Linked DNA regions of Mus musculus: regions 2, 3, 4, 5, 6 and 7 are each linked to region 1. Evidence: chromatin contacts called from public HiChIP or PLAC-seq and promoter capture Hi-C data. All regions are on one chromosome and are shown on one strand. Each heading gives the region's core, a stretch centred on a gene start, on an enhancer-like site or on the middle of the called end of the contact. The rest is flanking DNA. Distances are from core to core; before and after follow the strand shown. Region 1 holds the start of Myo7a (myosin VIIA). Region 2 overlaps Gm39050 (a long non-coding RNA gene). Region 3 holds the start of Gucy2d (guanylate cyclase 2d). Region 4 overlaps Clns1a (chloride channel, nucleotide-sensitive, 1A). Region 5 holds the start of Rsf1os1 (remodeling and spacing factor 1, opposite strand 1). Region 6 overlaps Gm39050 (a long non-coding RNA gene). Region 7 holds the start of Clns1a (chloride channel, nucleotide-sensitive, 1A).

Region 1 (3,010 bases), core at 508-3,007:
TTCTACGTCAGCACACCTGCCGGAGTGACCAGACACAGCTCTGTGGGAAGAGACCATGGCACGCCCTGAGCCCAGGCAGCTTGGATCTGCAGGGCCACCTAGACTCCTCCCCAACCCCACCCCTACCCCTCCTCCCTCACGGAAATCTTTCTTGGTTTCCATCCTTCTGATTAAAGCTCAGTCTATGTGACCAGAGCCTCAGTTACCGTCACCACCTCCACTGCCCAAAGCTGCCCTCGTCATCCCAAAGGGCTTTGAAAGGAGTGTAGTCAGCCCTGTACCAGACATCAGCGTGAGGGGTGGGCTGTGCTGGGACAGGGACTAATGTCCTGAGGCTGCCCAAAGTTCAGAGAAGGACTATCTCTTACCCAAGGTCACACAGCAGGGCAGGGAAGACTTGGCACTAAGTAAGATTTGGACTCTGCTCCTGGTTCAGGACTGCTTTAGGAGTTTTAGGACACATGGCAGAATGATCTAACACCTGTTCGTGGCCCTCATCTCTTACCTCATCCAGCACAGAGCTGGACCCAGGAATAGGCTCGAGATGGATTTGCTGCCTCGAGTGTGGTCACCAGAAGCAGCCCCAGCCCATAGGTCTTGGTGTGAGGCCCCTCCATCCCTGCCTGGCCTGCCCCTCGAGTGAGCATTAAGTTTTCACAAGGGTCCATTCAGAGGCACTGGGACATCTGATCCTCTGCCCACGACACTGCCTGACACCTGAGCCCTGACCCCACGCCCTGGGTCTCTATGGGCATATGGTCCTTCGGGAGACCTACACCACGCTGGGGTCCTGGCAGGGGGATAATCCCAAAGGCAGCAGCAGTAGTTATGAGAGCTGGCGTCTGAAGAGGCTGCCTGGCCCCTGCCTCACTCATGCTGGTACAAGGCTGCAGGACAGACTGGGACTGTAGACTTGGAGGGTAGAGCTGAAGACCCATGGAAAAGCTCAGGTCTCTTCTACCCCATGCATGAGGCTCTACCTCTCCATCCCAGACTAGACTAGTGTGTAAGACTGTTGCTTTTCAAATTGAGAACAAAGAACCATAGTTTTTTGTTTTGTTTTGTTTTTTTCCCTAGACCCACAACTGATTTTACCTTGACCCCTGGGCAACCCCAGATGGTAACCTTCATGTTCTTGGGTCACGGATAGAGAATGTAAGGCACACAAAGAAGAAACAACGTGTGCAAGGAGAGATAGATTATCAGGGAGATGACCAAAAGACCAAGCAGAGAGAGGCATCCACACTTGCCCCCCCAGCCTCCACTCCCATCTTTCACCCCTGCCTCTGGATACCCCTGACCCAGCTCCAACCCGGAAACAACTCCACAGGCCCTGTGCTCTTCAGCTATTCCCTCATCTAGGGCATAAGCCTCCATGTGCACGGCTCGGGGCATTTTCTTTCCATGCCTATGGTGGCAAGGCCCCTGTAGGTTCAGGGGAGTCCAGTCCCAGGAACCTAAGGGCAGAGGCTCCAGAGGAGGCCCCAGCCTGTAACTCCTCCCCAGTCCAAAAGTTCCAGCCAGGGCAGCCCATCCTTACCTGGGTTTTATCCACACCCTCCGAGTCACCACCTCCCAGCCAGGAGCCAGGGGTCACAGGTCAGGAGGACTCTGGAAGCTGAGGCTGGAGCCTGCAAATTTTCAGCTCCAGCTTGAGCCTTGATCTGCTGCTGCTGTGGGCTTCCCTTGGGCTACTCTGTTTCTTGTCTCCCTGGGTCACTCTTTCTTTCTGTTCAGGGCAGCTGTCCAGCCTGCACTGCCACCCGCCCTCTCCCTCCAAAGCCTTCTCCCAGGAGGCGGAGCCCTGGGGGCCTCGAAGGTCTGGATGTGGTGACATCAGCATGAGGGGCGGGCTGTGCTGGGGCTGCTGACTAACGTCTAGAGGTTGCCCAAGGTGCTGTGTAAAGCTAACCAGCAGGGATGCAAGGCATAGAAGCTCCAGGGGGCACTGCTGGCCAGTGGGAACCTCGGGCCTGGGGCCAACCATCAGGACCTCAGGGTCTCTTGTCACATGTGTTACTACCTGCCATCTCTGCATGGTTAGGACACCTGATCACGTCCCATCTTCCTCATGATTTTGCTGGGTCTCAGTTCCCAGTAGCCTCCCCTGCTCACCCAGCTTCCCTCGTCAGGGCACTACTAGAGACCATATAAATGAGCAGGCTTGGCAATACCTGGAGCCTTGGCTGGACACAACATCCAAACCAGGACTCCCCAAGATGCACCCCACCCCCAGGCTCTACAACTGGCCCCCACAGCCTGTCCTAGGAGTCTTGAGTGTGCTGTTATCCAGACAGTTTGCAAAGCCACCTGAGTAGGAGCCACCTCACGCAGGACAGACTTACCCGGTGTGTGTGTGTGTGTGTGTGTGTGTGTGTGTGTGTGTGTGTGTGTGTGATTTAAATGTGTGATTTAAAAAAGGGAGTGGGTGGGAATGAACAGGACACAAATACTCATCATGGTAGATGAGGAAGGAGGCTGAAGGACTCCTCTTCCTCTTCCTCCTCCTCCTCCTCCTCCTCCTCCTCCTGAGACCTGGCCCCTTCTTCTGCCCACACTTGCCAGCTGGGACATCTACTCAGGAAAGCTGCTTTTCGGTGGGGGTGGGTGGGTTAAGGTGGGGAGGGGAATAGGGTGGGGTGGAATCTATAGTGGTATGGAGTGGGGAGAATCAATGGTGCAATGGTGCCACCTGCTGGGCACAGCCAACTGCTACAAGACTAAGGAAAAGCCGGTCAACTTCCTCATACCAGGGTGCCACAGTGAGACCAGGGTCCAAGGTTGACTTGCACCCAACGCAGCCTTCACCTACGAAACTGATACTTATGAGTCAGGTGAGTAGCATGAGCCTACACAGAGTGGGAGAGACACAGGTTGGAGCATCCAGAGCCCAATCGACAAGGCGGCAACTGGGGCAGGTGTGCTTCGTTGAGGCTGAGGTGCATGCTGGGAAGGCAGTGGGTGGGTGAGAAAGTGGTCTCAGAACCATAACGGAGACATTTCCTCAGCA
Region 2 (2,880 bases), core at 368-2,867, 350 kb before region 1:
GGAATGGGTAAAGAAAATGTCTGTGGACAATGGAACTGTTTTCAGTGATGAGGAATAGTTATGTCACTTGTTAAAATGGAGGCAACTGGAGATAATCAAACTAAGTAAATTAAGCCAGTCAGAAGGACAGATGTTAGCCAGGCAGTGGTGGCCACGCCTTTAATCCCAGCACTTGGGAGGCAGAGGTAGGTGGATTTCTGAGTTCGAGGCCAGCCTGATCTACAGAGTGAGTTCCAGGACAGCCCGGGCTACACAGAGAAGCCCTGTCTGAAAAACCAAAAAAAAAAAAAAAAAAAAAAAAAAATAATAATAATAATAATAAAATAAAAAAAAATAAAGACAGATGTTGTATGTCTTCTCTCATTTGTGGATCCTAGATTTTATACATTCATAAAACCATACATATACAACGACTTGAAAGCACTGAAGCAAAACTATCCATGGAGAAACGAAGCAGGGAGGGAGGGAGGAGGGGAGAGAGGAGGGCGAGCAAGGGGAAGATGGGGAGGGAGATGATGGGGAAGAGGGGGTAAGAAAGGGGAGGGTAAGCAAGGGGGGTGGGGAAGGGGTGAGGAAGAGGAGGATGAGGAAGGGGAGGGCAAGGAGGGAGTGAGGAAAGGGAGGGTGGGGAAGGGGAGGGTAGTGAGATATAGAGACAAATAGGCTCAAAGTTCATTATATATGTACATGAAAATGGCCCTGTATAATCCAGTATAGTAAAAAAAAAATTAAATGTAAAACCCAATGCTCATTTTGAGTATGGTGGTGTTCACCTTTAATCCCAGCACGTGGGAGGCAGAGGAAAGGTGGATTTCTGTGAGTCTGAGGCCAGTCTGCTCTATGAAGTGTGATCCTGCCCCCACCAAATGCTACCTAGGCCATAAGGAGTTGCTGATGAGTGACATAATTGCCATGTGCTTGGCTGGGCCTAAATTAGGGGCTTTGGACACAGATGAGTGTGAGTCTGCGCCCTGAGAAGGCACAGGCAAGCGTATGACTCTGTCTCCTTGTTCTGATGTGAGCCCAGGAGGAAACTTTTAAAACCATCTTTAGCCACTGACACCATTATGTCATCCAACTTCTCGGTTAGCATTTGATTAACGTCCTCAGGGCACGAGGGGCGCCAGCACACAGCCTTGTCTCAGGGACAACTTTCTTATACTTAGTCATGAAATTATTTTTGTCCCGAAGCTCAAAGACACAGTTTTAAGAGAAGCAGGTTCTGACTGGAGGAGGACGCTCAGGGAAAGGAGCAGGGTCTGAGATCTGATTGGAAGAGGGGACAAGGAGCAGCGGCTGCGATCGGCTCCAAATGGGGTCACATCATGGCTCTACCACACACTGGCTATTTGACTTTGGTGAAATTACACAATGGTCCTGAGTTTCAATTTCCTGGCCAGAAAAGTGGTGGGTAATTCTCATTTTCTAAGATTGTAATGAGGGGACTCTCGGAGGGGGCATGCAATCATTCCGTCCTCTCCATGCCCTGTGGTACCACAGCAAGCCTCAAGCTTGTTAATTTCATCCTCAGCGGAAGCCCGAATCCCTACTCCTGCCTACACAGACAGATGTGAGTCACCCATCTACAAAGGCTGGGATCCTGCCAGAGACAAAGTTTGGTCTGTAAAGTCACAGGCTTCCCTTCTCACAGAAACCAGATAAATAACCATAGGCTGGGTAGGAGGAGAAGAGAGTGGAGCCGGAACTCACCACCAACGGCAGAAACGGGGGAGAAGTGGGAAGTGGGGAGAGAGGAAGCAGGCAGGCTGGAGGGAGCAGGAACTAGAAAGGAGAACCACCACAATGACCAGCCTCCTTTGCGTGGCTGTCTGCAATAGATAGATGGTCCACTGCCCACAACGTTCTGAGGCTCCTGGGCATCTGACTTGGAATGAGCTCTTTGGCTCCTGGGGTTTATTTAGGCCAATGCCGCCTATTTCGTTCTTCATGTAGCATGCCTCTTGTGAGCCTCGAAGCAGAAGATAAAGAGACACGGCCTCCTCCAGGAGTCATGGTGCTCTGAAGGAAAAGAACTCAGCTCTTGCCGACCTGAGACCAGGCACACACAGTCAGGCTTTGCGGTTGGGTTGGCATGGTCTCGAGTACCACGTGACTTCCTTGTTAGGCGCAGCTCCTACTGGAAATACTAAGGATATGGGACTCTGTTTCTAAGTCAAATTGGAGTCTAAGCCTCCATTCTGACTAGGAACTGTATGGTCGATGTAAAAAGCCACCTTCCAAAGATGACACGAAATGTTGTGATCACATGCACGGTTCAGATTTAGTTGTCCTCGCGGCTTATAATTAGACCTTGTTGTCAGGAAGAAAAAAAAAACCTGAAAGCAGCTGTATTTCACTGCTGTTCAGATCTGTGACTGACCCAGTTCTTTTAAATTAAAAACGTGGTGCTGGTGTTTGTCACGTCTTTGCACCTTGCTCACATCTTCTAAGTGCCGGCAGTGTTCTCTGAACTGTGGGTGTGGAGGGGGAGGTGCCTGGTGAGGGCTGTGGACTCGCCTCAGGTAGACTCTGGCAACAGTGCTTCATCTGAACTTTACCTCCATGACTGCAAAGGAGAGGGCAGAGTAGATTCTTAAAGGTTAGTCTTAAGTGTGATGGATCTGCGGTATCCTAGGGTTTTATGCTGGTGAAGAGAAACCATGACCACAGCAACTCTTATAAAGGAAAACAGTTAATTGGGGTTGGCTTATACTTCAGAGGCTTAGTCCATTACTGTCGTGGTGGGAGGCATGGTGGCATGCAGGCAGACATAGTGCTAGAGAAGTAGTTGAGCATTCTACATCTGGATCTGCAGGCAACAGGGAGACAGTGAGCCACCAGGCTCGAATTGAGCTTCTGAAACCTCAAAGCCCACCCCGC
Region 3 (2,700 bases), core at 159-2,658, 320 kb after region 1:
CTGGAGCATGGAGCAGAGCTGGAAAGAGAACCAGGAGGCAGCTATGCTCTGCCCTAGCAGCACTCTGAGCACATCAGCAGGGGCCTGCAGCCCACTCAGAGCACTATTGGAGCTACAAGAAAATTCACAACCAAAACTAACTTATGACAGGCAGGTCTACCCTTTTTTAAAATTTTTATTTCTCTATGTATCTTATGTATACGAGAGCTCTATTTGCATGTATGCCTGCATGACAGAAGAGGGCATCAGATCTCATTATAAAAGGTTGTAAGCCACCATGTGGTTGCTGGGAATTGAACTCAGGACCTCTGGAAGAACAGCCAAGTGTTTTTAACCACCCAGCCATCTCTCCAGCCCCATACCTACCTTTCTAAAGACTGCATAATAATATAAAACTCTTCTGCTGAATTGTGTATCTGGTACCCTTGAGGTTCGCCACCTCGTTTTATAACATCTGTCACTTTTCAGCAGTAAAATTATTATTTGTTGACTCTTGTGCCCCTCTTTATCCTTGCTAGAAAAGATCTGTTAAGAGAAAAATGCTTTGTTCTCTCCACATGTCAATGGGGCTCACTTATCTAGGACAACACCTAGGAGGTAAGTGAGTTTGTGGGAAATGGCAGGAATAGTTGAGGCAATGGGGGGAAAGTGACTTTGACTCACTCCATGGGAGACCTGGGAAATGAGGTCTTAGTAAGTTCCAGATGAACGAATAAGGTGACAAAAACAAACAAGACACATTTCCGTGTGACAAAGTCATCTCAAGGGGAGGTGGAGTATGCTGTCAGCCCTTAGCAGAACAGAGACCTCAAGAAAAGCTGGTCCGCCAGAGAGAGTAGTGAAGGGGGATATAAGCAAGCCCTCTGGTCTGAGGTCTTAGCCACCAAAAGCCATCTCATGCAAGACCATCATGGTGCGGAAAACAGAAGCCTAAAGCAGCGATTAGCCATGGCCCTTACTGGTTCTGTAACCTGGGTCAAATTATCTAACCTCTCTGTGCCAGACTTTGTATATCTCTAAAAAGACGTAATAACGGTGCCACTGTGGATAGAATGAACTGCGCTTTGCACTTGATGGGTGCTTATCAATGCTGAGCTCTGTGACTTGTCTGGACTCCCTGCCTCCTGGGCACCCCAGAGTGGCCAGAGCTGTCCACAGTGCTGACCGAAGACACCCTCTTACCTCCTCCCTCTCCCTCCCACCCTAACTTCTTTCTCTCTCGTGTGGATCCCCAGAGCCCTGGTGTCTGAACAGATTCAATTTTCCAGATGATTTCTCTGGAATCCTAAGGGGAAGAGGGAGGGAACGAGCCATATCTGAAGCACTCCCCAGGCAGGAGTCTCGGGAAGCCAGCAGATAACAGGAGCAATGAGTGGCTAAGACACCACACAGACGTGGGAGGCCCCAAGTCAGAGAGTGCTCAGAAAGCCTCGCCTCTGAGGACCCTGGTGTGCGACCCTCCGGTCTGACAAAGATCCAGTGTCAACTCTGACAGCCCATCATGGCAGGTGAGTCTGCTGGGAGCATGCCCTGAAGAGAGCCAAAAGGGCCAGGCTGGGGGCAAGTGGGTGACCCTAGGCTGATAAGAATTCTCCATCCTTCTCCCCTGCGCTGATGTCACTCTCTCTGGCTTGGTGCCTTTGTGCAGACAAAAGCTTCCTTCTCTGTCTGTGAGCTCCAGGGCGCTGATAGGGAACCTTCAACTCCATGTGTATGGCCTCATAACCAAGTAACCTGTGGCAAACCCAAAGGCCATTACCAAATCCAAGAAATACAATCCCCTCTCCACTTCAGGGTTGCCCATTAACCTACTGGGCCCAGTGCAGAGAGACCAGAGGAGCTTACACCCTTTGAAGCAATAGGTGGAGGTAAATATGGCTAATCTCAGAGACGGAGATCTATTTCCATGTTCTACCAGCCCATGGGACATCAGTGAAAATGGACATTTAGAGACTTTAAGAGGCAAACTGAGCTCTCTGTGGTTGGGGAAACCAGGTCACAGAAAGGGGTCCAGACCCTGTGCTACAAATCAGGGCAGAGCTGTGGTAAAAGGTGGTCCCTGCTAATGTCTGTGCACCTCTGTAGGCCATTGGCTGCAGGACTCTTGTGGCAGTCTGACCAGCAGGACCTTAGGTAAGGAGTTCAATGGATGTTTTGCAGGACCAGGGGAAGTATAGCCTCTTCTCTGGGTTTCAATGTCCCCAACTGAACTCATAGGGGTTAACTTAGACATCAGCATCTTTAAAGCTCTGATATCCTCTATGAGGTATAGATAGATAGATAGATAGATAGATAGATAGATAGATAGATAGATAGATAGATAGATAGATAATTGATAGACATGATAGATATAGATATAGATGATATAGATTAGATATAGATATAGAGACAAAGCAAGTGAGGTGAGGTGGGATTTCTCTTTGGCTGGGAAGTTGGTGGCTAAGTCTGGCTCTGATTTGGTCTCACCTTTTCGTTAAGACCTCAGACAAGTCACTACCCATAATCAGTTTCTTCCTCTAAAACTGAGAGTTAAGCAAAAGCTTGATAGCTTCTGAGATGTTCCATCAAAGTCTGAGTCAGGGGTACTTCAGTAACAAGACTGTGAGGGAAGTGACTGCCACTTAGAACACTGAAGACTCATGCTCTGGTTCTCAGCTGGAGACAGACAAGGACTCTGTACATCAAGAGCTCATCCCACAG
Region 4 (2,700 bases), core at 134-2,633, 400 kb before region 1:
GGTCTACAGAGTAAGTTCCAGGACAGCCAGGGCTACACAGAGAAACCATGTCTCGGAAAAAAAAAAAGATTGTATGTGCTTTTAAAGCCTGAAGAAGGGCTAGAGTGTTCATGTTCAAACCTGGGTGCATGAGGTAGGTACAGAAGAGTACACGTGGGTCATAGGGTCACGGCTCACCATGCATGTGCACACGTGCTGCCAGTTTCTCAGTTTCCTCGTCTGTAAGATGGAAACATAGTTGCTTGTCAGGGATATTACAAGGCCTGAGGTACAAGTCTGGAGCCCTCCAAGGCTTTACTAAATAGTGGCAATTACTAATAATAACTGTGAGCCCTTTGTCTTCCAGATTCTGCTCATAACTGTAGGCAAGAACGTGGTGCCTCTTCACTCCAGAATGGGGCTGGTGAAAGGCATTTTTCTTCTCCAAAACTCATTTCTCAAGTCAAACTATAATGAGACAGCAAGCTGTCACCAGCAGAAGAGACTATGTATGACCTCTATTAACAAAGGTGAATTAACTGAACGGGTATTTGTAGTTTCTCATTTCCCCCAAGCTTCCTGTGTATGTTCTGAGAAGGCCTCTGAGTCCTGCCTTTGCTGTGTGCGTCTGTCAGCTGCAAGATTCGCCTATGTGGTGAAATGCACAGAGCTCACACTGGGCGGAAGGGACGTGCGGAAGCTTAGATGTCTCTGGGATTCAGGAGAACTCTTATCCCTGAGATTAAAAAGCAGAGGCCTCAGAGGGAGCAGCCGCTAGCATTTTCCACAGAGGCATGGGTCCTCTACTTGGGGCTCAGCCACATCTCGCAATACTTGTGTGCTAGCTTCTGTTATTCTTCATGTACCATCAGCTCTGTTATGTTCTCCTAGGTTAGGTCCTTGACTGTCCACCCTCTTAACGTTCGCTTTCTGTCACAGAATAAATAATCTGAAATGAAGTCTGCAAAGTACTCTCAATGATATTTTGTCTTTGTAATAGTTAACAAATAAATCTGGGTTTTTTTCTATATCGCTGTGATTTTGCTCTTGAGTAAAACCATTAATGAGAAAAGACTAAGATATTTAAATTGTACATGTATGTGTGTTTTGCCTGCGTACATCATGTGCGTGCCTGGTGCCCATGGAGGTCTGAAGAAGGTGTTGGAACCACAGGAACTGGAGTTCCAGTTGTTTATGAACGGCCGTGAGGATGCTGGAAACTGACGCTAGGTCCTCTGCAAGAGCAGCAAGTATTCTTAACTGCTGAGCCCTCTCTCCAGCCCAGCACTTGCTGCTCTTTTAGAGGAGCTGGATTCAGTTCCTCTGCTTCTGTGTTGGGCAGCTCACAGCTGCTATATGCTGCTGGCTTCCAGGGATCTCAATAGCCTCTTCTGGTTTCCTCAGCTACACATGCAAATGCAGACAGACGCCCATACACATAACAATAGTAACGTTTTAAAGTCCTGCGGGGGCGAGGGGTGTGAATTAGTTGGTGGAGCTGGTCTAGCTGCATGAAGCCCTGGGTTTAGTCCCTACCACTTTATAAGCTTGGCCTGGTTGCATATGCCTATAAATTCCAGTACTCAGGAGGTGGAGGCAGGAGGATCAGAAATTCGAGGTCATCCTCAGCTAAGTAGCACATGAGCACAGAAACAAAATACTAGTACTGAGGGGAGCTTTGGTGGAGGAGACCGTCTCTGTGTGGAGCCCATGCTGGCCTGGAGTTTACAGAAATCTGCCTGGCTCTGCTCTCCTACTGCTGGACTTGAAGGCATGTGCCACCATGCTCATTTTTACTTTTAATTATATATATGCGTGTGGGTCTGTGCACATGAGTGCAGGTGCCTACGGGATCACAGAGGGTCCAGATCCCCTGGGCCTGGGCTATTTGATGTTTTGGGGAACTGAACTTGGGTCCTCTTAATACTCTTAGCGGTTTAACACTGAGCCCCATCTGCCTTATTTCTTGCTATGAGGTTAACTCACTGAACCTGGACTGGCTGACCAGCAAGCTCCAGGCATCTTCTGTCTTCCAGGCCCTCCGTTGACACTACTCCTCTCAACATTGAAAGTATAGACACTGCCCCACTATTGCTTGAGTGGTAGGAGCCAAACTCAGGTCCTTACATTTGCAAGGAAGGCAATCTATAAACTAAACCAGTGCCCCAGCTCAATTTTAGTTCCATTTGTTGGGATGTGTATGCTTCTAGCAAGTCTTTCTTTTTTTTTTTTTAAAGATTTATTTAAAGATTTTATGTGAGTCCACTGTAGCTGTACAGATGGTTGTGAGCCTTCATGTGGTTGTTGGGGATTGAATTTTTAGGACCTCTGCTTGCTCCAGTCTACTCCACTCGCTCAGTCCCTGCTTGCTCCAGCCAAGTACTTACTATGCATAGGTACACTGTAGCTGACTTCTAACGCACCAGAAGAGGGCGTCAGATCTCATTCCGGGAGGTTGTGAGCCACCATGTGATTGAACTCAGGACCTATGGAAGATCAGCCAGTGCTCTTACACGCTGAGCCATCTCACTAGCCCCTAGCAAGTCTTTCATAAGGGGAGTCTTAAAACATAAAGACCTTGCTGATGCTGCCTGGATTGGGAGTAGTTTTTAAGTTCATCAGCCCTCACTATAGAGTTTCCATAGGCACCTGGGTATTCATAAGGCTGAATTTCGTAGTTCTAGACTTAGGCCCTTTTTTGTTATTGTTTTTGAGACATTA
Region 5 (2,700 bases), core at 19-2,518, 470 kb before region 1:
CACTAGTTACAGTGTGTATTTATTAGCTACTGACAGCATCAATGTATTACCACAGTTTTACAACTTCTCTTAGGCTGGACATGACTGGATGGCGTTAAGTAAGGATGCTATCAGAGCCTGGAGGCTCAGAATCCCTAGAGCAAACAGGCTAGCTATAGGAGCCCTCTCAGTGAGCTTTGGGTATAATTGAGAGACTCTGCCTTAATTTGTACAGTGGGAACCAAGGATGATGCACGATGTTAGCCTTTGTCTTCAAAATGTATGCACCATGCTCCATTGGTGCCCACACATGTGAACATGCAAAGTCATGCATGCATACCTCATAGACATCTTATATAAAAGAAAACCAAACATGTACTGTTGTTTATACAGTGCCTATTTGCATTTATTGTAGAATTAGTATAAATATGAGGCACATTAGAAGTAGTTAATGCATACATGTGCACATATTCCACATTGAAAATCATTTCATATATTCAGGTAAAAACTCAGATAAAAGTTGTAAATTTTATTGAGCTAAGTTTGTTAGTATTTAGACTTCTCCTATAGAAAGTGGCAGTTTTATGTGGTTTAACTAACAAATTTCAGCAACAGAACTGTCCCCCTTAGTTTTAAACCAGAATAGTATTTTTTACACTTATTTCACCACTTGTTTAGGCCTCTGGATACTTTTTTTATAATTGATCAAATACTTTATGAAAGAAGAAATATATAGTGACAAAAGTGTTACTATTAAGTCCTCATGAGGGAGGAGGGAGCACACAGATCTTAAGTTGGCATAATTTAATCAGGTGCTCCCTTAAGTCAGAGAGATACTATAGAAAGTATTTAGATCCTAATTCTAGTAAGGAAAAAACACTTGGTGTAGACAGGTGATTGTTTCATAAAGTTACGTACATGTGGCTAACATTAACATGAACAAATGACCAGCAGGCTGAGAGAATTCCCAGTGGAAACCAGTTAAGTATGCCTTTATCCCAACAGATATCTTACAAATTAATAATTTATAATTTCCACTAAAATGACTAGGTGAATATTACTCAGAAATGCAGGTATTAACAAGTTTACAAGCCAACTGGAACTTATATCTTGCCTTCTACAAATATAAACACTGCGACCACTCTGACTAACCATTTGGTGGTGTCTTCAGATGTTACTATACTATTATACCGTCAGCTTCATTCCTTTGTACTTACTATTAACACAAGGCTTGTCTGAGCGTTTTCATTTCATCTTCTTGATCTTCCATTTGCCTTTGCATTTGAAAACAGTCTTACTCTGTATCTGAAGCTGCCCTTACCCACTATGCAGTTGAAGCCTAGCCTCAGTTATGACCTCATTCCTGTGACTACTGTTATAGTTGCTATAGCATCTTTGTTCCTAACAGTACTCATGCAGTAGATTACTGGTAAGCAGCAAAAGAAATGATCTCATGCGATATGAATTTGTCTCAAAAATCCTTGGTTGTGAAAGAAGCCAAACAGATATAGTATTTGCCTTTATTTGTTGTAAGCTTAGGTATTAACAAGACTACTAAACTGTGGTTATAATAATCAACACTGAGAGCAGCCAGGCGTGGTAACACACACTTGCAATTTTACTGCTCAGGAAGCTGGGGCAGAAGGATCTTAAGTTTTAGGCCAGCCTGGACTACTTAGTGAGTTCTGAGCCAGCTTGGGCTCAAGAATGAAAGCCCCATATTTCGTCTTGCCTTGGTAGGAGTTTATCTGTGTTAGTGTTTGGATATAAGTCTGTGGCTTCTATCCCCCTGGTTCATGTTTTGAACGTGGTCCCCTGTGAGTAATACTACTTTTAGAAAATGATGGAATCTTTAAGAGGTGGAGGACCTAGCCTGAGGGAGTGAGTCGGAGGATGAGGTTTGGTAGCCCGCCCCCCAGCTCACTGCCTGTCTCTACTTCCTTGACTGCCCCTGCTCTTAACCACCATCTCTTCCCAGCCATGATGGGCTGTACCCTTCAAACTAAAGCCAAAGTAACTTTTTTTTTTCTTTTTTGCTGATTTTTGTCAGATCTTTGTTCACAGCAGCAAGAAGAGTGACTAACACAGTGAGTGTCTGTGCAAAGTAACTAACTGAACTGAATGCTAACTGAGCTCCTTTTAGCCCTGGCAGGCTGAAAAAGCCGGGAATCCCAGCATTTCTGAGGCCGAGCTAGCCTGCTCTTCAAAGAAGACATCATGCTAAAGCAATACAGTTTTACAAGTAAACAAGGACATGCTGCCTTCACAGTGTATGAGTTGTACCTCTAAAAATATTTTTAAATGGATTGTGGTTTTGATAGTTATTTACAGAAATTTAAATTCTGAATAGTGAGTACAATTTTCACGTATCTTTATTCATAGGCCTCTACCAGGAAGTTTAAAATATTTTTTTGTTTTATTTTTTTAATTATATAGTATATGTATGTGCAGGTTGTCCATGTGTGAATACAGGTGTTCACAGAGTCCACAAGAGGTTGCTGGACCCTCTGGAACTAGAATCACAGGTTGTTGTGAGCTGCCTGATGTGGTACTGGGAACTGAACTCGAGTGTCGTGCAATGGCAGTGGGTGCTCATTACTACTGAGCCATTTCTAAAACTGTCAGGACATTCATTAGCTATGCTGCTAACAATGATTAAGAAGGTGAGACCTAAGCAGGGTGTGCTGGTGTCTGCCATACAATTCTAGTACTTAGGAGGCA
Region 6 (2,700 bases), core at 167-2,666, 330 kb before region 1:
CCTTTTTTATGGTACTAGGGATCAGGTGCTCTACTGCTGAGCTATATCCCCAGCCCTTGGATGTCTTACACTGAGCATTTTTAAATTTTGAGACAAAAACCAACCTTGGACTCATTCTGTAGCTCAGGCAATGAATTTGTGATTCTCTTTTAGCTTCCTAACTGGGAGACCACTAAGTTCAGTGGCCTGTGAATCTTTTATCTTTCCTTTCCGTTCCTTTCCTTTCCTTTTCTTTTCTTTCCTTTTTAAAAATTTTTTTCTTTGACATGTTGAAGAATGAAACTAGCCCCCCCCCCCCCTTTTTACGTTTTCCTTATTTATTGTGTTGTGAGTGCATGCATCCGAGGTGTAGCTTATGCAAAGTCACCTTTTGGGAATTCTCTTTCCTGGCGATCAGACTAAGGTCATCAGGCTTGGCAGGAAGCATCTTTTCTTGATGAACCATCTTGTCAGCCCTATATATTATTAAATTTCCACTTCCTTATTGTGTGTGTGTGCGTGTGTGTGTGCGTGCGTGCGTGCGTGTGTGTGTGCGTGCGTGCGTGCGTGTTAGTGGAAATTTTGTGGAGGTCAGAGGACAGCTTTCAGGAGATGATTCATTCTCTCTTTTCACAGTGAGTTTCAGGGGTGGAACTGATTAGGTATGTTCATTAAAGCAAGGGCTTTTTTTTTTTTTTTTTTTAACCTGTTGACCAATCTCATTAGCTCTACTTTATATTTTGAGACAGGACCTTCCTAAGTTGCTCAGGCATGCCTTGAGCTTGGAATCCTTCTTTGTCTAGCTTCTGAGTAGCTGGGGTTACAGGCCTGTGCCACTAGGCCTGTCTTTATGAATTACTTGAGGTCAAGATATGTTTGGATATCGTGTCTAGTAATGTTCCTGGTACTTGAGTACATTGAATGAATAAGTACTTTGAGTAAGTATGTGAATGAGTGAAAGAGTCCTGTAAAGCCCATGAGCTAGGTCACCTAATCTTTTGGATGGAACAATTAGTTGTTAAAAGTGTGATCCTTGCACCAGCAGTGTCAGCATAATCTGGGTATTTGACAGTAGATTAATGAGTCTCATCCCAAACCTACAAAAAACAAATTAAGGTTGGAGCCCAGGCGACTCTGCTTTATTAGGCTCTCCAAATGATCCTGATGCTTATTAAGGTTGAGAAATCGATACAGAGTTAAAGGATCTGTATTTTTTTTTTTGTAAAGTCAGCACTCCATCCTCCCTTCTGCCTCATTTCCTCCCCCTATCCCGTTTCTTCCTTATCTTTTCTTCCTTATTTTATCCTGACATTCCCTTCTGTTCACACCCCCTCCCTCCAATCTATCTCTTGCGGCTAGAGTGAAAGATGCTTGAGGGCTGGGAGATTTTTCTGTTCAAGTTCATTGCTATAAGCTCACTGCCTAGAAGAGTGACTAACCACAACTAGCACAGACATTCACATATTTGCTAGATGAATAATATGCCTTAGTCCTACTTACTGCCAGCTGCTACACTGGGGTTTTGTTGAAGAGAACTTTGAGTGAAGAGTAATCACATTCCCATTTGCAGATCCAGGAGACTCTTAACATTTTGGGGATTCATTTTTGCTTTAGTCAGCTTAGTTACCTTCCTTCCCTCCCTGTGTTTATTTACTTTTTATTTATTTTTATTTTTTTAGAATTAATTGAGACAAGGGGTCTTGCTACGTAGCTCTGACTGGCCTTAAACTTGTACCAGCTTCCTGTCTCAACTTCTTGAGTGCTGAGGTTACAGGCATATGCCTGGCTTTGCTGTCTTTTTACCATAGAAAAAAATCTACAGGGCTCCCCAACTTATAATATTGTTTTAGCCATGACCTGAAAACTGCTGAAATCCTAGGCCAGAATTCTTTCTTGAGAATTTGCAGCTTGGTTTTCCAAGTGTAAATGAGCACACAGACTTTTGAGTCTTAACTTGAAACTGTCTCTTCCAGATCACCTGTGGTTTTCAGTAAAGGTTCTTTTTCTAGTAAAGGCTTACTTGATTCTACACAATTTCTCTTCCTTCTGAAGCTCTAAGAGTGCTTTATTTGTTTTCCTTCCCCCACCCCTTCCTTTTTTTCCCTTTGAGGCAGGGTTTTTCTTGGCTATCTGGGAACTCACTCTGTAGACCAGGCTGACCTCAAACTCAGGTTTGCCAGCCTCTGCCTCCTGAGTGCATGTGCCACTACACTTCATGTTCCTCCTCCTCCTCCTCTCCCTCCTCTTCCTCCTCCTCCTCCTCCTCCTCTTCCTCCTCCTCCTTCCTGTGTGTGTATATGCATGTATATACATTTTCTTGTGTGTAATGCAGGTATGTGGTGTTCACTTATGTAGAGCCAGAAGTCACTGTTGAGTGTCTTCTTCAATTGCTTCTCTACCTTATTTTTTGAGACTTGGGTCTCTCATTGACTTGAAGTTTAAGGGCTCAGTTAGACTGACTGGCAGTAACCCTAGGCATACTCTTGACTCTGCCTCCCCAGGGCTGGGCTTGTATGTGTACTACTGCTCCCAGATTGTTACATAAGTGCTGGGGATCTGAACTGAAGTCCACATGGTTGTATGAAGCACTTTACTGAGCCATCTCCTTAGCCCAGTGTTTTTGTCAACTTTCTTATTAGTCTTACACAGCATGCCCAGTTTTCTCCTTTCCTAACATCCTTCTGGGAAACTTGGCTTCATTTATTTATCCTTTACCATATA
Region 7 (2,755 bases), core at 92-2,591, 420 kb before region 1:
CTCATCCCCTCCCTTACTCCACTCCCACCTTCTCATTCCTGTTCAGGGGACCTGCCTCCTAGTCTCACTAACAACAAACTAAATTTTAAAACGTAACACTTGGAACTGACTGGAGACATGGGTCAGCTTGTGAGACTGCCTAATGCCTTTGCAGATAGGGTCACTGCGCCCAGGCAGGGTGGCTCACACCTGACTGTATGTAGGTAGGTATATACATATATGTGAGGAAAAAAATCTTTAGATTCCTCTGTTGAAAAGAATCCAAAGGGAAAAAAGGAGGAAGAAGAGAAAGAAAGATAAAACTGCTATCACATCCTCCATGTATGTTATCCAACCTAAACAGCCTTAGCCCCATAGATATTACAATTCTACAGCCAAAAAAAGTGGAGTCTAGAGGTCAACTGACTGAATTCCATCCACCAACTCTAGCTTGTGAGTTTAATGCCTCAGGTCCCATCTGTTAAAGTGGGTAATAGAAAATGTGTTCATATTGTGTATCATAAAGAAAAAAATTAATTGAGCAAGTGTGGTGATGGGTGCTCATAGTAGTACCAGTAAACTGGAGTTCGGTGCAAATCGATTATGTATTGGAAGCCAGCCTGGGATACTTAAAGAAGCCCTGTCTCAAAAACCACGAAGGAATCCATGAAGAAATATAAGAGGTAAAGTCCGTATGCTGTGTGGTCTATAGGTCTCTGTTATGGGTTTCTATTCACCAAACCTGTAGGTTTTCACTGCTCTTATTCACTGGGACCTAGCGAACAGGGAAGGCAAGGGTTCCTAACCAGTGGCCTACCTTTCCCTCGGGCAGTCTTTTGACTGTCTTGCTGCGCACTGTCCATCATTAATGTAACCTTTTCGTGCTCGTGGCATGACTCGTGGGGATGGGGCGCTCGATCTCTCCGGCGACGTGGGGACTAAGAGGTCTGGTAAATGGCTGTGTGAACCCAAGGAGAACAGGCCTGACGAGGCGGAAGCAGGGTAGACTCGTGCACCCAGCCGGGAGACTTGGGATCTCCAGATGCGTGTGGATTTTATTTCTGTGAGTCCTCCTTCGGCGAGGGACTCCTGGGGCCTGGGTCCCTTCCCGCTTTTTGTTGGGAAAGGCTTGGTATTCCTTATACATCCTCTCTCGGGGTTTGCTCCTATGACCTTCAAAGAGAACCACATAGAAAACACTCGATTATTCTAAGCATCCTTAGAGGAGCGGGAAAGGGGAACCGATGCCACGTGACAAAAGCCAGCCGGCTCGCTGCGGACCTCTGAGTTGCCTAGAACATCCCGTCTCTATGGTCAACCGCATGCTAAGGCCCTCGCTGAGAAAGTTGTTCTTCCGGGCTACGACTACTGCTTCCGGGGCAGCTCCGTGCGAGCCGCGATTGCGGTACTCGCCTCTCTCGGTTCGCGTGGAGCGATGCTTTCCCCGGCAATGAGCTTCCTCAAAAGCTTCCCGCCGCCTGGGTCGGCCGACGGGCTCCGGCTGCAGCAGCCAGACACCGAGGCTGTGCTGAACGGGAAGGGGCTCGGCACCGGCACGCTTTACATCGCGGAGAGGTAAGGTTGGGGGGCGCCGACCAGCCGGCCGGCGCTATTGTGCGGGCAGGGTGGGATTGTCCCCTCCCGAGCTCGGCTGGTTCTGTCCCCTAGCCCGCGTTTCTCCCTAACGACCTGTGCGAACCGGCCTGTCTCCTGCAAGCCTGGCGCGTGGTCACGTTGAGTTTTGAGTCTGCAGAGCCTCGGTTAGTTTTTCCGTGGGCCTAGCTTTCGGAATGGTCGTGTCAACTAGACGATTTCCCTGCGTGGAATATGTAGCTCAGATTGTGACGGGTTACGACGTTTGGTTAATGAGCTGGGATGTTCTGCTTCAAGTGTGTGTGTTTGTGGGGGCTGGGGGGAAGGACCATCTTCAGGCCCACGCAGGGCGGAGTCACAACCAGCCGAACCCGACTCCTGGATGTGCAGGTCCTGGAAGGAATTCTTCTATTTCACTACCTGCAGGATTCAGTACTTTCACAATAACATAGACATGCCACTAAAATACACACTACATACACGCTCATACCCTCCTACCCCCACCCCATACCTTCCTGTTCACCCGCCCTCCCTCCCCATTTCTTTCCTTTCCCTTCCTCCCTCCTTTCCCCCCTCTTTCTTTCATTCTTTCTTTCTCTTCTCATTCTTTCCTGTCTTTCAGAGTCTCTGGTTTACCTTTTGCTATATTCTATTTGTTGGCCACAAAGGAAATCCTCTGCTTTTAAGAGCTCGAGTTATAACATTGCTCCTGCCTAGAAAATCCAGGCTATCTCGTTTATTTCACCATCAGTAGATTAGTAATCTTAATTACATTCAAAGTCCCTTCTTTCATGGCACTGGAAAACAAATCTCTTGGGGACCAAGATTATGCCTACTACAGAGCCCAGGGTATAAACGTGTAAAGAGCTATTTGTTCAGAGAACAGTGTGGATAGTGGGACTGGGTGTTTAGACACCGACTAGAAATACAAATGTGGGTGGGTGCGCAGTTTGGTTGGTATATGTGTTTGGAGTAGCCATGAGGGAGAAAGAAAAGGGATGGGAGGGAAGAAGTTGTGAGATTCATTCATTCATTCATTCATTCTGTAAGTTCTGTTACTCTAGAGAACCCTGACTAATACACATGGGCAAATAAAATGGATCTTGTCAAAGTTAGGAATATATCTGTGTTCCACCACTCCACATGCAGAAGAAATTGTGGAGATCACCAAAGATCTTACTGC

Evidence for each region. Promoter capture Hi-C pulls out the DNA fragments that hold promoters and counts their contacts. HiChIP or PLAC-seq counts read pairs in DNA pulled down with a chosen protein or histone mark.
Region 2: a contact with region 1 is called in a CTCF HiChIP or PLAC-seq map of the NIH/3T3 cell line, with 5 read pairs. The contact joins the enhancer-like site here to the promoter of Myo7a in region 1. A contact is called at or near these places in 12 of 39 promoter capture datasets (3T3-L1-derived adipocytes, the C10 cell line, cranial neural crest and 8 more), 1 of 15 datasets of contacts at CTCF or cohesin (the NIH/3T3 cell line), 16 of 484 Hi-C or Micro-C datasets (CD4 T cells, CD8 T cells, the G1E-ER4 cell line and 11 more), 11 of 115 datasets of contacts at active chromatin or transcription factors (CD8 T cells, the NIH/3T3 cell line, craniofacial prominence and 5 more) and 3 of 9 other capture datasets (adipose tissue, liver and macrophages).
Region 3: a promoter capture Hi-C map of embryonic stem cells shows a contact between it and region 1, with 9 times the contacts expected there. The contact joins the promoter of Gucy2d here to the promoter of Myo7a in region 1. A contact is called at or near these places in 16 of 39 promoter capture datasets (the 3T3-L1 cell line, 3T3-L1-derived adipocytes, the C10 cell line and 8 more), 1 of 15 datasets of contacts at CTCF or cohesin (the NIH/3T3 cell line), 4 of 484 Hi-C or Micro-C datasets (the HPC-7 cell line, cortical neurons and embryonic stem cells), 1 of 115 datasets of contacts at active chromatin or transcription factors (microglia) and 3 of 9 other capture datasets (embryonic stem cells, liver and macrophages).
Region 4: a contact with region 1 is called in a promoter capture Hi-C map of embryonic stem cells. The contact joins the enhancer-like site here to the promoter of Myo7a in region 1. A contact is called at or near these places in 13 of 39 promoter capture datasets (the C10 cell line, the HPC-7 cell line, HPC-7-derived erythroid cells and 10 more), 3 of 15 datasets of contacts at CTCF or cohesin (the NIH/3T3 cell line and large pre-B cells), 21 of 484 Hi-C or Micro-C datasets (the C2C12 cell line, CD4 T cells, CD8 T cells and 9 more), 19 of 115 datasets of contacts at active chromatin or transcription factors (acute myeloid leukemia, astrocytes, bone marrow-derived macrophages and 12 more) and 3 of 9 other capture datasets (adipose tissue, liver and macrophages).
Region 5: a contact with region 1 is called in a FOXA1 HiChIP or PLAC-seq map of pancreatic cancer cells. The contact joins the promoter of Rsf1os1 here to the promoter of Myo7a in region 1. A contact is called at or near these places in 1 of 39 promoter capture datasets (pre-B cells) and 1 of 115 datasets of contacts at active chromatin or transcription factors (pancreatic cancer cells).
Region 6: an SMC1A HiChIP or PLAC-seq map of the NIH/3T3 cell line shows a contact between it and region 1, with 4 times the contacts expected there. The contact joins the enhancer-like site here to the promoter of Myo7a in region 1. A contact is called at or near these places in 7 of 39 promoter capture datasets (the 3T3-L1 cell line, the C10 cell line, cranial neural crest and 4 more), 1 of 15 datasets of contacts at CTCF or cohesin (the NIH/3T3 cell line), 2 of 484 Hi-C or Micro-C datasets (the N1E-115 cell line and palatal mesenchyme), 1 of 115 datasets of contacts at active chromatin or transcription factors (stem cell-derived neural progenitor cells) and 4 of 9 other capture datasets (adipose tissue, embryonic stem cells, liver and 1 more).
Region 7: a promoter capture Hi-C map of embryonic stem cells shows a contact between it and region 1, with 4 times the contacts expected there. The contact joins the promoter of Clns1a here to the promoter of Myo7a in region 1. A contact is called at or near these places in 13 of 39 promoter capture datasets (the 3T3-L1 cell line, the C10 cell line, the SN4741 cell line and 7 more), 2 of 484 Hi-C or Micro-C datasets (both in cortical neurons), 2 of 115 datasets of contacts at active chromatin or transcription factors (embryonic forebrain and large pre-B cells) and 3 of 9 other capture datasets (adipose tissue, liver and macrophages).

What each region holds. Positions count from the first base shown.
Region 1 is chr7:98,117,736-98,120,745 of GRCm38.p6, forward strand. It overlaps Myo7a (myosin VIIA), which reads right to left and starts at 1,758. Exons shown (of 49, transcript NM_008663.2): 1 at 1,541-1,758; 2 at 1-40.
Region 2 is chr7:97,763,659-97,766,538 of GRCm38.p6, forward strand. The region is part of intron 2 of Gm39050 (a long non-coding RNA gene); the gene reads right to left. Among named protein-coding and RNA genes, the nearest start is that of Aqp11, 27 kb to the left of the region's middle. Within about 2 kb of position 1,618, at least 130 of the 459 cell types and tissues checked have an H3K27ac peak or open chromatin away from gene starts, as enhancers often do. A contact at or near this core is called in the NIH/3T3 cell line, adipose tissue, cerebral cortex and 2 more, where this site is marked.
Region 3 is chr7:98,439,008-98,441,707 of GRCm38.p6, forward strand. Gucy2d (guanylate cyclase 2d) reads left to right here and starts at 1,409. Exons shown (of 19, transcript NM_001130693.3): 1 at 1,409-1,508. The coding sequence starts at 1,502.
Region 4 is chr7:97,717,873-97,720,572 of GRCm38.p6, forward strand. Clns1a (chloride channel, nucleotide-sensitive, 1A) reads left to right here. Exons shown (of 7, transcript NM_023671.2): 7 at 347-2,700. Among named protein-coding and RNA genes, the nearest start is that of Aqp11, 19 kb to the right of the region's middle. Within about 2 kb of position 1,384, at least 16 of the 459 cell types and tissues checked have an H3K27ac peak or open chromatin away from gene starts, as enhancers often do. A contact at or near this core is called in cortical neurons, embryonic stem cells and epiblast stem cells, where this site is marked.
Region 5 is chr7:97,643,844-97,646,543 of GRCm38.p6, forward strand. Rsf1os1 (remodeling and spacing factor 1, opposite strand 1) reads right to left here and starts at 1,269. Exons shown (of 3, transcript NR_126461.1): 1 at 1,197-1,269. All of the region lies in intron 4 of Rsf1 (remodeling and spacing factor 1), which reads left to right.
Region 6 is chr7:97,791,090-97,793,789 of GRCm38.p6, forward strand. All of the region lies in intron 1 of Gm39050 (a long non-coding RNA gene), which reads right to left. It also overlaps a transcript of Pak1 not described here. Among named protein-coding and RNA genes, the nearest start is that of Gm39050, 8.0 kb to the right of the region's middle. Within about 2 kb of position 1,417, at least 35 of the 459 cell types and tissues checked have an H3K27ac peak or open chromatin away from gene starts, as enhancers often do. A contact at or near this core is called in the NIH/3T3 cell line, where this site is marked.
Region 7 is chr7:97,695,316-97,698,070 of GRCm38.p6, forward strand. Clns1a (chloride channel, nucleotide-sensitive, 1A) reads left to right here and starts at 1,342. Exons shown (of 7, transcript NM_023671.2): 1 at 1,342-1,554. The coding sequence starts at 1,415. It overlaps Rsf1os2 (remodeling and spacing factor 1, opposite strand 2), which reads right to left and starts at 1,152. Exons shown (of 3, transcript NR_154552.1): 1 at 797-1,152.